2 separate regions of the Sus scrofa genome follow, and region 1 is linked to region 2. Evidence: chromatin contacts called from public Hi-C data. All regions are on one chromosome and are shown on one strand. The core of a region is the stretch at or near the end of the contact, and the rest is flanking DNA. Distances in the headings are between cores, read along the strand shown. Region 1 holds the start of CENPV (centromere protein V). Region 2 holds the start of TRPV2 (transient receptor potential cation channel subfamily V member 2).

Region 1 (3,462 bases), core at 825-3,324, 47 kb after region 2:
GACCATATCAAATGTCATGGGGGTGTGGCGCACCTGTGACTCTCAGACGTTGCCGGTGGAGTATAAAGTGGTACAGGCTTTTGGAAGGCTGTTTAGCAGTCCTTGGAAAAACCTTCCGATAATCCGTGATCCAGCAATTCCACTCCTAAGCATGTGCTGAAATGCGCTTTATTCATAATTGCCCCCACACAACCCAGATGTCCATCAACAGGAGAGTGAACTGTATTACACAGCAAAGACAAAACCCACGGTACACAGAACACCCCAGATGATGCTCAGAAACAGTATGCTGAAGGAAAGATGTTGGACATAAAAGAGTACATGCTGGAGTCCCCTTTGTGGCTCAGCTGTTAACCAACCCGACCAGGATCCGTGAGCTTGCGGGTTTGATCCCCGGCCTTGCTTAGTGGGTTGAGGATCTGGTGTTGCTGTGAGCTGTGGTGTACGTAGCAGATGCAGCTCGGATCCCACCAGCAGCTGTAGCTCTGATTTGATTCCTAGCCTGGGAACTTCCATATGCCACAGGTGCAGCCCTAAAAAGAAAAAAAAAAAAAAAAAAAAGAGTACATGCTATTTTTAAAGCTTCAGAAACAGGTAAAACCAAGCTCTGGTGATTCAAGTCAGAGTAGTGGTCCCGGAGTTCCCGTCATGGCGCAGTGGAAACGAATCCGACTCGGAACCATGAAGTTATGGGTTCTGTTCCTGGCCTTGCTCAATGGGTTGAGGATCTGGCGTTGCCATGAGCTGTGGTATAGGTGGCAGATGCGGCTCGGATCCCTCATTGCTGAGCCTGTGGCATAGGCTAGCGGCTACAGCTCTGATTTGACCCCTAGCCTGAGAATCTCCATGTGCAGCGAGTGCAGCTCTAAAAAGCAAAAAAAAAAAAAAAAAAATGTGCTCCCCTGTGTTTTCTTTAACCTGAGAGAAACTCTCTGGAGTGCTGAAAATAGTCAATATTTAAATTGGTGGCCATTACATAAGCTGTATATTTAAGATATGTGCATTTTGCTGCATATAAACTATACCTTCAGTGAAACTCTAATCCACACAGCTAAAGCTATACTCAGAGGAAAATTTATAGTCATTAATATTTTATTACCAAATACTAAAAATAAAGGAACTATGTATTAGTTTACTAACGGTAAGGTAAAAACAAAAAGGAATGTTGACATTAAGGGAGTAGAAAACAAAAATGTAGAAAAATGAGTAAAAGAACGTTATTTCTTTGAAGATATGAATAAAATAGAGGAACAAAATAGGTTTGGAAAATACTTGGGTTCCATTAGTGGGTCTCAAGATTTTTGTCTTTAAACTTCGGTACCATGTTCAACAAAACCATCATAATGGGATTTGGTGCGGAATTCATTTATTACGTTTAAAGGATCTGCTGCCCATTGAGATTCTGAAGTCGCTGTTCTGTTTTGTTTTTAAATTTATTTTTAAAGACGTTCTATTTTATTTATTTATTTATTTTTGGCCACACTCCTGGCATGCGGATGTTCCCAGGTCAGGGACAGAACCCGCACCAGAGCAGTGACAACGCAGATCCTTAACCTGCTGAGCCAGGAGGGAATCCTAAAGATGCTGCTTTATAATCTGGCAGAAAAGTCCAAGTTTAGGATCAGTGATTGCACCTGCTGTGTGTCCCGCAGCTGCAGGTGCCCGGCCGTTTACCCAGATTAGCTCCCCATGCGCCGCGTAGCTCCTGCCAGGCAGGTGCTGTCCTCCACATGTGAGAGGTGAAGTCGTCCCGGGGTGTCTGCGCAGAAGTGGCTCTGAATTCAGGACTCAGCAGGGTAGGAAGAAGCCCTCGGGTTCGGGGCGCGGAGGCGCCTCGGCAGGTTCCCAGAGGCTCCGGGTGTCGGGGTAGGAGGGCCCAGGCGCGGTCCCACAGGGCCTGCGGGCCGGGGCGGCGCAGGTGCAGGCCCCGCGGCCGGGGGCGGGCTGGGTGCGGTGCGGCGGGGCAAGCACCGGCCGGGCGGGCGCAGCGGCCCCTGGGCTGGCGGGGCAGCGGGCGCGCGCGGGCGGCGTGGGCGCGTGGGCGCAGCGAGCGCGCGCGGAGCGGGGACGCGCGGCGGCGAGGCCTGCGCGCCAGGCTGCGGGAGCCATGCGGCGGGCGAGGAGCGGCGCGGCGGCCAAGCCACGCGGGCAGAAGCGGACCGGGGCCTCCAGGGCCCCTGCGGCCGCCGCCTCGGCCCCCGGTGCCGGCCGCGCACGGACACCCGCGGGCCAGACGGGGGGCGGGAGCCGGGCAGCGACGAGGCAGCCGTCGGCCAAGCGGCGGCCGCAGTCGTCGCCGCGGGCGCCGGAGGCGGGCCCCGGGGAGCCGCCGCCGGAGCCGCCGCTGCCCCCGCCTCCGCCCGCGGCGCCCTCGGCGTCCGAGCTGGACCTGGGCGAGCAGCGGGAGCGCTGGGAGACGTTCCAGAAGCGGCAGAGGCTCAGCTTCGAGGGCGCCGCCAAGCTGCTGCTGGACACCTAGTGAGTGCGGCGCGGCCGGGCCGGCGCCCGTAACGTCTCCCGCGGCGCTCGAGCCGCCGCACCGGCCGGACAAAGGCCGAGGCGTCCGGCCCGCGCCTGGCGCCCGAGCGGCCGGCCTTCCCGGGAAGAGGGGCGCCCGGCTGCCCCGGTCCCGGAGCCGCTTTGGGGTTTGCGCACGGGTGTGGAGAGCGGCCGGGAGGGGCGGCAGGGCCTGGGGGAGCTGGGACTGTGCGGGGACCGGGCGCCCGTTATTGTGTGCGCGTCTCGCGGGGAGGAGCGCGCGGGCCGCCGGTTCGCAACCGCCGCGGGCGGGACCTCAGGGCGGCCGAGGCGCGAGCCGTGAGCCCTAAGTTGCGGGGGTCCCGGTCTCCATGGGCCCCTGCTGCCCCGTAGAGCAGCTGTGCGGCAGGGACGTGCTTTAGCGCCCTGAGTCTCTCAGGACCCATCATTTCAAGCTGAAACCCCCCGAGAAAACAAAACAACCTAACAGTTGCGTAACAACCTGAGGATTAGTCCTTTTCTTGGACAAAAATGTCCTCTGTCCTTGCTCCATAAGAAATTCGCGTTAGGATGAGTCTTCTTCAGAGACGGAATATTTGGTTTTCCCTGTGCTTCACTCTCTCATCCATCATCTTGGACTATGAGCTGGACAATTTCTCTACAGCAGCATTTTCGAGCTCCTCAGCTGTGCCAGCTGCTGCTGAGTGGGGGCATATCAAGGTCTCAGAAGTGTACAAGGCAAACTCGAAGTAATTTTTTACTTGCGCACTGACTGACAGATGATCAAGAGAAGGATTTTTAAACGTTGACAAAAAAGGGTGGGATTTTTTTACCTATCAGATTGGCGCAAAGTTGCAGACATTTGTCAAAAAGAAACCAAAACTCGCTAAGTTAAAAATATATAACTAACTCTTCACTGTTATTGTTAAAACATTAGTGCATGGAAGAAAGTCTGGAGGCACATATAGCAAATACTTAACTGTG
Region 2 (3,696 bases), core at 183-2,682:
TGACATTCCCAGGGTCCCAAGCTGTGGGCAGAGCCTGGTCTGACCTGCCCCGCCCTGCCAGGGCGTTCCTCTTCAGCTCTCAAACCCTTCGGGGCTCATCTGTGTTTTTAGACTCTGAAGGCATCCAATGCCCCCTCTCTGTGCTTTAGGGTTTCTAGGGGCTTTCAGAGCCCCTCCTGACCAGCTGCCCCTCCAGGCCCCAGGCTGGAGGGGCCAGGAGCTCAGCTCCCGGCACCAATCTCACCCTCGTGGGAGGGCTGAGACCCCAGCGCCACCACAGGGCCAGGGGTGGGGCCCCAGTGCGGGGAGGGGGAAGCCCCTGGGCCCCCAGGTGGGTAGGCAGACAGAAGGCGAGAGTCCAAGGCGGAGGCGGGGGGGAGCAGGCGGCAGAAGGGGACAGGGTGCAAAGCAGAGCTTGGGGACTGGGAGAGCGGGCGGCACGCCGGCGGGGCCGGGCCCTCTTCCGCGCAGCCCTAGCGCCCCGGGGACCCGGGTGCCGCATCCTCCCACAGAGGCGGGGGAGGCCTCATCACGGAGTTTTGACCCAGCATCTTTCTGCCCACCCCGAGGCGTCCTTCCCGGACCACAGGCCATTTAACCTGGCTGATGTCTCCCATCGCCTCACTCCTCTCCCTCCCAGCCCACCACTCCCAAGCCTGGGCAGCAACAGCTATCTGCCCTGCCCCTGCCCCTCCTGGACCCCCAACTCCACCCCCGGCCGAGAGGAAGGGTCTGGCAGGCCAGGTGGAGGGAGCCTTCACTGTCAGGTTTGGGGGCCCGGGCCTCTCCGACGCCCGCATCATCCCTGACTCACCGGCTCGGCGGAGGCGCACGGCGGCCGCGGGCGGCAGCGCTGCGGAGGAAGTGCGGCAGGAGCGGCGCGCGGCGGCTGGGAGCCAGGCGAGCCCCCCGGGGTCCCCAAGCGTTCCGCACGCTCAGCCCACCTGGCTCGCCCGCCTGGCTGCAGCGAGGTCAGATCTCCCCAGGCAGGAGCCGCTGGCCACCCGGACCACGGGCCACACCCTCCTCTGGGGAGACACGCTCCGCCTCCCACTCCTGCCCCCACACCTACTGCTTGCCACTGACGCCCCAGAACTGGGGGGGCAATCAGAGGCAACCCTTGGGTGCAGGACCCTGTCTCGGGTGGGGAGGTGCCTGTCGTGGTTTGAGGGGGAGAGGGGTCTTGCTCCATTGCACTGACCTCTGCCCCTCCCCTTCCCCACCACTTGCCTCCCAGGGGCCATGTGGCTCAGACTGGGAGCTGATGTGGACGTTCCCCCACCCCCCGGAGAGGAGGGACAGGCCAGCACCTGTCTCTAGAAATGCACCCCACCCATCCGATCTCCTGGGGCCTTCCCGCAGCCCCTAACCCCCCAGTCCCCAAGCCAGGGGCCCTGAAGGCTCCCGCCTTCCCTGAGCTAAAGGCGCTACCAGCACCAGCCAGCAGGGGCCGACAGCGAGGTCGACCTGTGCTTCTGAAACTAGACCTCCCTTCCTGGTCCTGATCAAGACGCAGACTTGGGGCTTGGGGACACAGACACCAGCCAAGTAAGTAGCATCCCCAGGTACCCTCTCTTTCCTTCACTCCTAAAATCCAGCCCAAAGGGAACCCTACACTCCCAACCTCCAATTTGTCTACCTCTCCCTGATTCAAAGCAAGATCATCGCAGAGGAGTTCCCTTCCTGGCTCAGCAGAAACGAACCCGACGAGCATCCATGAGGACGTAGGTTTGATCCCTGGCCTTGCTCAGTGGGTTAAGGAGCATTGCCATGAGCTGTGACTCGGATCTGGCGTTGCTGCGGCTGTGGTGTAGGCAGGCGGCTACAGCTCCGATTTGACTCCTAGTCCGGGAACTTTCATGTGCTGCTGGTGTTGCCCTAAAAAGACAAAACAAACACGCCCCCAAAAAACGATCATCTCTTGCAGGGGGATCACGGCCACCTCCAAGTTGGTCTCCCTGCTTCCCCCTGCCCCCACCCCAATCCATGCTCCTTACAGCAATGAGAGTGATCCTTCAAAGATGAAAACCAGGTCACCTCACCCCCCCAGTTTAACCCTCCCATCTCCAACCAGTGCCTTCCCCTGGCATTTGGGATTAAGTGCAAGCTCCATACCAACCCCTTGCAGCCCGGAGGTCCTTGCCATCCTCCACTTCCTCTTTCATTGCAACCGTGTCCTGCACGTCATGCATCAGTGCACACACCTGTGCTGCCAATATACAGCCACTAGCCACAGTGGCTATTTAAGTCAGTTGTAATAAAATTAAACGTTCAGTTCTACAGTCACTTTAGCCACCTTTCAAGCGTTCATAGTCACATGTGGCTTGTGACTCCCACCCTGGGCAGCACAGATGTAATTTTCCTTCATAGCAAAGAATTTCAGTGGGTAGCCCTTCTCTAGACATTCTGAACACACTGCAGCCTCTCCAATATGCCATGCTCTCTTCTGTAGCTTCCAAGTCTTTGCACAAGCTGTTGCATCTGACACACATACTCACTCCCTGCCCTCGCTGTCGCCAATTCCTACCCGTCCATCATCTCTATTATTATTACTATTTATTTCTGGCCGTGCCCATGGCATGTAGAATTTCCTGGGCCAGGGATCAAACCCACACCACAGTAGTGACCCAAGCCACTGCGGTGACAATGCTGATCCCTAACCCTCTGTGCCATAAGGGAACTCCAATCATCTCTCTGTTTTTTCCCTTCCTCTGGGCAGCTTCTTCCAGATCCTGGACTGGGTTAGGGATCCCCACTCTGTGTCCCATGACACTCTGTATTTCTCTGTTCATAACTCATTAGCCATTGTTAACATTTATTTAATTGGCTGGTTTCATCTTTAACAACAGCAAATACCTTCTAGGCAGTCACTGTGTGCCAGACACTGCTCAGTACCTGACATGTAACTCGCAGAGCAACCTTATTTCACAGATGAGGAAACTCAGGCTGTCCAAGGCCACACGGCTGGGAGATGACAAAGCAAGGATTCGAATCCACAGCCGTACCCTCACCCCTCGAGCTCTCCAAGAGGTGAGATCTTGCTTTTTTTGCTGCATCCTCAGCACCCAGCGGAGGGCCCAGCTCCCAGCTGGTGCTCAAGAAGACTTTGAATTACACTCACAATGCAGGGGGCATTACTGTGCTGCTGGGGGAAAATTAAAAAGGGGAGACCCTCAAGTCCTTCAGAGGTAAAACCACAGCAGTCACAATTGGGCAAATAACCCTAGCTGCAAATGATATTTATAAGAAGTTGTCACATTACCAGTCATCAGGGAAATGAAAATCAAAAACCACAAGGAGAGCTATAATTAAAAAGAGAAAAGGGAATAGGAATTCCTTAAGTTCTCGTCATGGCACAGTGGAATGAATCCAACTAGGAACCATGAGGTTGTGGGTTCAATCCCTGGCCTCGCTCAGTGGATTAAGGATCTGGCATTGCCGTGAGCTGTGGTGGAGGTCGCAGACCCGGCCTGGATCTGGCGTTGCTGTGGCTCTGGCATGTGTGGGCTGGCAGCTGTAGCTCTGATTGGACCCTTAGCCTGGGAACCTCCACATGCCCCAAGTGCGGCCCTAAAAAGCAAAAAAAAAAAAAAGGAATTCCTGCAGTGGCAGTGGCATGGTGGGTTAAGAATCAAGTTGCAGTGATTTGGGCAGTTGTGGAGGCACAGGTTCTATCCCCAGTCTGACACAGTTGGT

What was found. A called contact is a pair of places that touch in the nucleus more often than the background predicts.
Region 1: a Hi-C map of skeletal muscle shows a contact between it and region 2, with 4 times the contacts expected there. The contact joins the promoter of CENPV here to the promoter of TRPV2 in region 2. A contact is called at or near these places in 2 of 5 promoter capture datasets (fetal liver and liver), 22 of 47 Hi-C or Micro-C datasets (adipose tissue, alveolar macrophages, blood and 12 more) and 2 of 2 datasets of contacts at active chromatin or transcription factors (alveolar macrophages and skeletal muscle).

The regions. Positions count from the first base shown.
Region 1 is chr12:59,197,967-59,201,428 of Sscrofa11.1, forward strand. It overlaps CENPV (centromere protein V), which reads left to right and starts at 2,075. Exons shown (of 4, transcript XM_021066287.1): 1 at 2,075-2,478. The coding sequence starts at 2,108.
Region 2 is chr12:59,151,201-59,154,896 of Sscrofa11.1, forward strand. TRPV2 (transient receptor potential cation channel subfamily V member 2) reads right to left here and starts at 1,433. Exons shown (of 19, transcript XM_013980349.2): 1 at 815-1,433.